2 separate regions of the Arachis hypogaea genome follow, and region 1 is linked to region 2. Evidence: chromatin contacts called from public Hi-C data. All regions are on one chromosome and are shown on one strand. Each heading gives the region's core, a stretch centred on a gene start, on an enhancer-like site or on the middle of the called end of the contact. The rest is flanking DNA. Distances are from core to core; before and after follow the strand shown.

Region 1 (4,941 bases), core at 1,796-4,295, 220 kb after region 2:
TTAATTATAAAAAATATATAATATATTAATTAAAATTAACAATAAAAATAACTAAAAGTCTGAAATATTTTAAAAGTTTTTTTTATTTATTTTAGGGAGTCACTCAAATAAAGACACTTAAAACGTCTTTTTTTAAAGATGTTTTCTAATAATTAAATTTTAATATATGTAATCGATTAAACTGTGTTATTTTTATCATAATTAAATCGGATAAATCGATTTAGCTAAAAAAATAATGAACCAAATTTTAAACTAATTTAAATTAATATTTTTTTATAGAAAATAATAACTATAATATTCTTATTATAAAAAATAACTAAAATATTTTATATATATATTTTGAAAATCATAAATCTTAATCCTATAATAGTACAAAAAAAATTAAAATTTAAGATTCAATATATATATATTAGACATTTTCTATAATAAAAATATTATAATAATTTTTTACCAAAAATATTAATTTATATTAATTTAAAATTTGATTCACTTATTTTTTAATTAAATTAATTTATCTAATTTAATTTTAATAAAATATAATACAATTTAATATATATATATATATATATTAAATTTTAATTATTAAAACATATCTTATAAAAAAAAACGTTTTAAACAAATTTTTTTTTAATGACTCCCTTATTTTATTGTACACAGGGATGTGGACGGTAGCGGGTACATCGTTTGGTGAAACTTACGACTTTATGAACTATGATTCTCTTCCTTCCTCGAAGTCCTTTTTCTTTATCCATTCTCTTTATGCTCATAAGGCCGTGTTTGGTTCATTCTCATGCCCCAGTGCTTATAAAATTTAAAATTTAAAAGTAAAAAAGGGCTAAATTTGGATGCTAGGTTAAAAGTGAAAACACTTTGATTTAGTAGTGCTTATAAACTACGTTGTTTTGTTAAGTTTAATTTTATATATATAAGCTATTAGTCTAGTCCTTTAAAAGATCAATTTTGCATCAATTGGTTATTGAAAAATTAGCTAGACACTTTAAATTAGTTTATTAAAATATAATTTTTTTAAGTCAAATAATTATTTATTCTGTCAATTAGATAATAATACGTGATATAAATTATTTTATGATATGTTACTATTTTATTGAAAAGGAACCAACTTAATTTACTATTGCATTTTTTGGAAGTTAATTATGAAATATTTGTAGACCAAAATAACTCAAATGTAATCTTTTGAAATAATTTTAATATAATCGTTAGCTCAATTTTGTATGTATTGTTGATTTAGATTGATATTCATTTAAGTGTGTGATTGACTCTCATAATTATTCTTTCAAAAATAAACTATTTTCCCCTTTTCTTGTTTGATTGAATAATGTTAACTTTAAAAAATTTGTACTAATAATTATCAGTCACCTTTACATAAAAGTATTTATTTTTCTAAATGACGGAAAAGTCAATCTTTTTTAAAAATACATAACGAATATCAATATAAATTTATCGATAAAGGTAATACATAAAAATAAAAATCCTTCGGTTGTAATGGATGATTGAATTGAAGGTGTACATGAGTTTGAGTATGTTATCTATCTACTAGTCAACAAAATTAAATGGTATGGTGTTGACCAAGTTAGAAAAAACCGAGAATTTACGTAAAATTAAAAAAATAAATTAAGTATATAAAATGTAAAATTGTATTTAGATTTAAATTATAAAATTGTTCAATTTAATATAAATTTTATTATTAATTAATTAATTTAAAATTGTAATATCAAAAATTTTAAAAATTAAATCAAAATTTCACTTGCTATTCATCTGCTATATATTTTCATCGTCTCTGAATATAAAACTTGTTTACTCTCTTATCTTAAGCAGCTAAATGATTACAATCATCCATGAAACACGAAGTATTATAAAAATTGAGATTTGAAGAAGTTGGTCAAGGATGATAAAAATGTCTCCTCAATTAATCAAATTGATTTTCTAAATTCTTAATCTATTAAAAAAATTAGTTTTTAAAATTTTTTAATAATAATTTCGTTCATCCTTATTTAACTTTTTTTGTAAATATATGTTATTTTTAACTCATTTATGAGATTCTAAAATTCACAAAGAATTATGATTGTATTTTAAATTTGAAATCACACAAATTTGTGGTACAATTTAAAAAATAAATTAAAAATCCTCATAAAATTACGTAATTCCAAATTTCCAATTTTCTCTGAAAGTGTAAATTTATGAACTCCCAAAATTAAATAAAAAAATGAAACGGAAGGAAAAAAGTACGATGTAAAAAATTTAATAAGTGTGATAGTAGAAAGAACATGAGAATAAGAAGTAGAGGAACTAATAAAAATAATTTAAAAATTATAATTCACAAAAATATTTACAGAAATTAATTAATATATTAGGAAGCAAAATGTGATGGGCAAGGCCATAGAAAGTTAAACGAAGTTGAATTGGTCTAGTGGTTAATTTATTAGCCAACTTAAATAAATGTTAGAAGTTTAAATCTCGTCTTGTACATACAATAATTTATTGGCCAATAATAATTTTAAAAAAAATTAGACATTGAATATATTTTTTTACATATACTATAAATAAATCTGAAGGTTCGATTTATTTGATTATATGTAAAATCGATATTTATATATTAATAATCTAATTATTTAATTTGTAATTCAAAAAATTTTAAAAATTATATTTTATGAAATTTGATCTCTTCATTTATATATTCTAAAATTTTAAAATTCACCTTTATTTTACAAATTTTATTATCACTCAAGTCTGATGACTTGATTTATTAATTATAATTAAAAAATTATACTTCATATTAAAAAAATACGCAAGCTAACTATTCTAATAGATAATATACAATTTTCATCGATTTCAAAAAATTAGCCAAAATTTAATCGAGGTTGATTTAAAATGGTCACAATTAAAAAAAAAATGAGTGAAAATAAAGAGTGTGAGTAGAAAATGGAGAACAGTTGAGAAAAATAGAAAGAGATAGCTAAATAAGTAGTAAATAATAACAGAAAAAGAAAAGTTGTCTTTGTGTATAAAGGAGAAGCAAACAAGTCTTATAAAGGCAAACAGTAAGCAGCTTTGATCAGAGATTAGAGAGGCTGAAAAGCCACCTTCACTTCTCTCTCTCTCTCTAAATTCAACATTCCACAACTAACAAACATTTAAAACTCTTTTTTCTTCTCACATTCTCTTTTCCTCATTCCTTTTCTTCCACAGCCCCAAAGAGAGAAGGAAAAAAAAAGACATCACAACTTCAATTCGTTTCTTTCTTTCTTTCAGAAAACACCACCTGCAAATGAGGCACCTGAAACCGCCGCCAACCACCGCCGCCGCCGCCGCCACCTCTCACTTAAAAATCCGTTCTTTTAGATGATGACACCACTTTCCTCCTCCGAAATCCTTCGTCTCTCCGCCGCGGTGATATTCACGCTCTCTCTACTGATCCCCACTTCCCATGCTCTCGGCTCCGGCGCTACCCTTGCCGTCACCGACGCCTCCGACACCGTCTGCGGCGTCGTCGCGGGGGAATCCACCCAACGCATTGAGTGCTCCCGCCTCGGTAGTCAGCTTGTCCCCGCCGTTCCCCCTAACATCTCATTCTCCACCGTCTCCGGCGGCGCCACCTTCTTCTGCGGCCTCAGGTCCGGCAACCGCACCTTGCTCTGTTGGAACACCATCACCACCACCAACGGAACCTTCACACCAAAGAGACTCTACAACAACGACACTGTTCTATTGGAGAATCTCGCCGTCGGAGAAACCCACGTTTGCGCCACCGTGGTCGGCGCCGGAACCGTTACGTGCTGGAGAACCAGCAAAACGTTCAAGTCCCCATCTAGGTCTCTTCAATTCTCTTCAATCTCATCTGGGTCAGGATTCTCTTGCGGGATTCTGAAGAACAGTTCTCAAGTTCGATGTTGGGGTGAAACGGTAATTTCAAGAGTGATTGAAAATGGGTTTAAGAACATGTCTATGTGGAGCATTGTCGCTGGTGGTTCACACGTTTGTGGGTTGAATTCAACTGGATTTCTGGTTTGCATAGGGGACAACGACAATTTTGGGCAACTTGATGTTCCAAAAAATGAAGCTTGGGAATTTGGTGAATTAGCACTTGGTGCTAGCCATGGATGTGCTTTGAGAAGGTTGAATGGAACTGGAAGCGTTGTTTGTTGGGGTGGTGATGGTAATTTCACATCGGAAGTAACAAAAGGTGTTTCCTTCGAGGTAATTGTTTCTGGGTCTAACTTCACTTGTGGATTAGTGACACGTAATCTTAGTGTTCTTTGTTGGGGTCCTGGTTGGCCTAATAATAATGGTTCAAGATTTGAACTTCCATTGCCTAGTGTTCTTCCGGGTCCTTGTGTTCAATCCTCTTGTGATAATTGTGGTCCATATCCTGATTCTCAATCTCTGTGTTCCGATTCTGATAGCAACATTTGCAAGCCTTGTTGGTCTCCAATTCAAGCTCCACCAGCGGCAACGGTTCCATCTTCGCTGCCGCCGGGGCCTGCTCCTCGGCAGAGGTCGCGGTCGAGGACATTGACTAGGGGTTTATTGGCATTTGCTATTGTTGGATCAGTTGGTGCTGTTGCTGGAATTTGCACAATTGTTTATTGTTTGTGGAATGGTGTTTGTTTTGGGAAGAAGAAAGTGCACAATTCTGTGCAGCCAACAATCACAAGAGGTAGTAGTACTTCAAGTGGTGTTTCCAACAATAGTAGGAACAATAGCAGGCCTCTTTCGAGGACTTCCACGATTATGCGACAAGGTTCGAGGATAATGCGCCGCCAGAGGAGTGGCACCTCATCCACAAAACACCCTGATAGGGCTGAGGAATTCGCCTTGGCCGAGCTAATAGCTGCAACGGACAATTTCTCGCCTGAGAACAAGATTGGGGCTGGAAGCTTTGGAGTTGTGTACAGGGGAAAGCTTGTGGACGGCCGTGAGGTG
Region 2 (4,530 bases), core at 351-2,850:
ATATTCACAAACAACGGTGTATGAACTAAACAAGAACAGTGCTCAAGCAACGTAAGAGGAACAAGTTCAAACACCAATGTAATTCATTTAACTAATAACACAAGATTCAATTTAAAAATTCAGTTTCATTCCTAATATAACCCAAATCCAATGAAACGCACAAAGTTAATATAATTGGATTAAATAGGACCAGTTTAATTAATCTTGTACCATTAGATAAATGCCTCAATCATTCAAAAATTTAACAATTTGGTCAATTAGAACAAATCAAATTCATTACCAATGCATAAGAACAATAAACATGTGTAACAAATATTGATTTCCAAAGATTGCCTCATAAGTTTTTAAGAAAAGCTCTTTGAGGCATATTGTCGAATACTTGGCATGCAAAGGCATTAAACAAATCAATTATCACAACCAAGTATTCATTCAACCTCCATTCACAAAATCAGCATCAAATTACAAGAATCCGCAATATATCTGAGTAATTCAGCAGCAATTCAGTCAATCCATTCCAAACAAATGAAATTCGAACTCAAGAAACATAATAGCATGATTAATTGTCTGTGAACTAACCCTAATTCTACACTAAAGCAACCTAACAGCAGCAAATAATCTTAACCAATTCAATTACCAAATAAAAATTAACATATACTAATCCTAACTTAAGTAAAACAGATAAGAATTCAAAGGGAAGTTGAATTAAAACCTGTTTGAAGAACAGAAAAGAAAAACAAAGAAACAGGGGAAACAGGAGTTGGAGCAGCAGTGACAAGCAGCGTCACTGGGTGGTGTTGAGCACGGCAGCTTCAGGATGGTGCTGGCGTTGGCGGATTGCTGGCCGGAAACTGGAGAACAGGGCTGGAGTGTGGCAGTTTTGGCACCGGAAGCAGAGACAGGGAAGGCTTTGAGACGCGCTGGGAAGGAGAAGAGGAAGCTGCTGGTGCGGACGGTGGGCTCTGGGTTAGCGCGAAGGTGATTGTGGACGACGGCGAGGAGGAGCTGGTGGCTCTGGGCTCGCGGAGAAAGGAGAGGAGAGTTGGGTCGCCGTGGCTCGTCGATGGTGGAGGCTACGGTGGTTCGCGGTGGTGGTTGGCGGAGCCAGGGTTCGGGCAGGGGGAAGAGGGCTCCAGTGGTTTTATGATGGTGGGTGGAGGCTGGTTCGGCAGAAGATGGGGCTCCGGCGGCGTTGTGGTGGTACGGTGGGTTCTGGGCTCGGCGGAGGTGAGGCGAGGGGAAGAATAAGAAAGAGAGAGAGACGTGGTGGCTCTGTATCGGTTGTGGGTGACAGACGGGAAAGGGCTGGTGATGATGGTGGAGAAGATGATGGACGTTGGTTGGCTCAGAGAAGAAGAAAGGAGAAGAAGATAGGCTAGGGTTCAGGGGGTTCAATTTTGTAAGAGAGTGCGTACGCACCAACACACATCCGTACGCACGGAAAGGGAAATGGCAACCGTCGTTAGGGGTGGCAGTAGGTGTGGATTTTTGTCCTACCCGACCCCATCCTACTCGATTTCGTTCCGCCATCCTAATACTGATATACTCCTCGCCCTATCATTATTTGCAAATAGTAAATTATAGAATTCGAATTGTGGGGATTCGTTCTATCTCTATAAAAATTAAATATTTTAATTTTTATATATTTATATATAAATTAAGATAAAAATTTAAAATTTATAAATAAATTAAAATATAAATATAAAATTCATATAATGTCATTAATTCAAATAACTTGAAATTAAAAAAAAGTATTAGATCACTACAAATTTAACATCATAATAAAAAAAATTACAATATTAAATATAAAGGAATTCTCAACTTTTATTCTTAATCACTTTTAACATCTTCATCATCATTAAAAGTTTGCAAATCAAAATTTAAACCTGAAAATTAAAAGAGATAACAATTAACAAATTATTTGGTACTATGTAAAAAATTAACATAAATAATGATTAAACAATATATCATCTTTACTTTCGAAAAGTGCCCACAACTAACTTTGGCCACACATCAAAACTTCAATTATGTTTTGTTTGAGCTTTGCACGATGATGAGAAATTACACGACCACTTGTATTAAAAGCAGATTCAGAGACAATAGTGGACACCGGAATAGCATATATATTCTTAGCTATTTCTGCAAGAACTTTAAATTTCATCTGATTGTTCTTCCACTATTTCAAAACATTAAAGTTAGGATCATTTGAAGGATGAATCTCCTCCTCAAGATAATGATCAAACTCAACATTCACATATGAACTCCTTGTCATTTTTCTTCTTTTAAGATACACCATATAATCATCACCCCCAAATAAACTTGCATTTCCACTTTCATTAACTTCTTTTGTACCAACATCGACACCGATATGTGACACATCAGAACTCATTTTGTGAGTGTATTCATTAACCAACTCATTACACAACTGATGAATTCTATCAACTTGCTTGTAGTATTCTCTTGGATTTGGATACATTTTTTTAAATTGAAACTCAACCCCAACCATCTTGTACCTAGGGTTTAAAACAGCAGCAACACCCATAATGCTATGAATTTTACCCCATTAATTTTCAAATTTCTTTTTCATGTTAAATGTCATATTAGCAATTAACGGATTAGTAGAAATTTCTCATTCATTCAATGACACTTTTATTTTACAAACCAGAGTAAAATAAAGATTAGCAGTCGAAAATTTAGACCCAGAAAACAGTTGAGTAACATCATAAAACAACTTCAATCTATCACATATTTTCTTCGCAAGTTTCCACTCCTCATTACTTGGCACAGTTTTATATTGGGGTTTCTTATGCCTTAACCTAGAAAAGACTGCTTTATACAACAAAGTAGTTTCTAACATCAAATAAGTTGAGTTCCATCTAGTTGGGCAATTAAGAACTAATTTTCTAGTAAATGAGATCGCTGTTTTAGCACACCAACTCACAAAAGTTTCGTTCCTTTTCTATGTTGCAGTTTAATACAATACACTACTATGAATCTTTTCTATACTTTCCTTAACAATACTTAAGCCATCCTTTACAATCAAATTCAATATATGAGCACAACAACGCATATGTAACAATTTACCCCCAACATCAAGAATGAAGAATTTTAACGCTCCAACAGTCCATCTATCATAGCATCATTAGTAGAACAGTTATCCAATGTAACAGTTAACAATTTTCTATCAATGTTCCATTCTAACAAAATTTTCATCAATGTTTCAGTGAGAACTTCACTTATATGGGGACAAGGAACATAACAAAAGGTGAAAAGATTAACAAACATGCATGCATTTTTAGATTAACAAAACTCAACATGTGAAAACAACACAGTGTATAAAAGTTTATAAAATTTTGAAAATACCTCAATAGGCGTATATGCAACTTCCACGAACTATCAATATAGTGAGCCGTGACAATCATGTATCCTTTTTCTTGGTTGGAAGTCCACATGTCACTAGTTATTGCAACTCTACTATCATTTTCATCTAGTTAAAGAGTTAACTTCCGCTTCTCGTCCCCATATATCTTCAAGATGTCTTTTCTGACAGTGTTTCGACTAGGAATTTTAAATGTTGGTTGCATTGAAGCAAAAGCTCGCCTCAATCCATGGTTGTCCACACAACTCATAGGATACTCATGCAAAATGATCATTTCAGCAACACATTTTCTTGTAAATGAAGGATCAAACACAAATCTATATTCGTTCACTTTTTGTTTTTGTGATTGTTTTGACAATGATTCAACAATTGATGATTGCCTAGAGTTTACCACTTTTATTCTCTTACAATATCGATCCACATGGTTTCTCAATGACTTGGTTTCTTGGATTTGTACTAAGCACACTCTTGCAAAACTTGCATTTCGCCTTCCATTCACCTTCAATTTTCAAACGATCAAAATACTCCCAATAAGCACTCTTAACATGAGTCTTATTGTCATCTTTATTAGGAGTTAATCCTTCTGGAGTTGAGACATTATCCGTTACTTGTGGAGGTTTTGAAGTTGGATTAGCATTACTTAGAACTTCAATTTCATTATCATTAGGAGCAACACTGTTGCTTTGTGTGTCTTCTCTAGCATTACTAGCCATGAAGTAATTTGAAAACACATATCAATAAAATTAAAATTAATGAGGATATAAAATTAATATAAATCATATCATAAATGCATAAAAATCAAAATACATAATTATAAAAATCAGAATAAAATCAAAATTAAAAATACATAAAAATAATAATTCAAAACATAAATACACAAAATAATAAATATATTTACTGATTTTTTAATATTTCTTTGTTTCTAATATAATAAGCTGACGCACCAACTTCCTGTTATTGGTGTAATTATTCTTATTATATATATATATATATATATATATATATATATATATATATATATATATATATATATATATATAGAGAGAGAGAGAGAGAGAGAGAGATTACTCTTCTAAAGAAAGTCATGAGAAGAAGAAAGTAGTAAGAATATTATTATATGGAGAATTTGAAAGAGCCAGTGAGTCCAACGGGAC

What was found. Hi-C and Micro-C count contacts between places; a contact is called where the count stands out from the background.
Region 1: a contact with region 2 is called in a Hi-C map of leaf, with 5 times the contacts expected there. The contact joins the promoter of LOC112715381 here to the promoter of LOC112715379 in region 2. A contact is called at or near these places in 2 of 8 Hi-C or Micro-C datasets (leaf and an unstated tissue).

Annotation. Positions count from the first base shown.
Region 1 is chr10:23,484,382-23,489,322 of arahy.Tifrunner.gnm2.J5K5, forward strand. LOC112715381 (putative serine/threonine-protein kinase-like protein CCR3) reads left to right here and starts at 3,046. Exons shown (of 1, transcript XM_025767134.3): 1 at 3,046-4,941. The coding sequence starts at 3,361.
Region 2 is chr10:23,264,889-23,269,418 of arahy.Tifrunner.gnm2.J5K5, forward strand. It overlaps LOC112715379, which reads right to left and starts at 1,601. Exons shown (of 3, transcript XR_011866517.1): 1 at 710-1,601.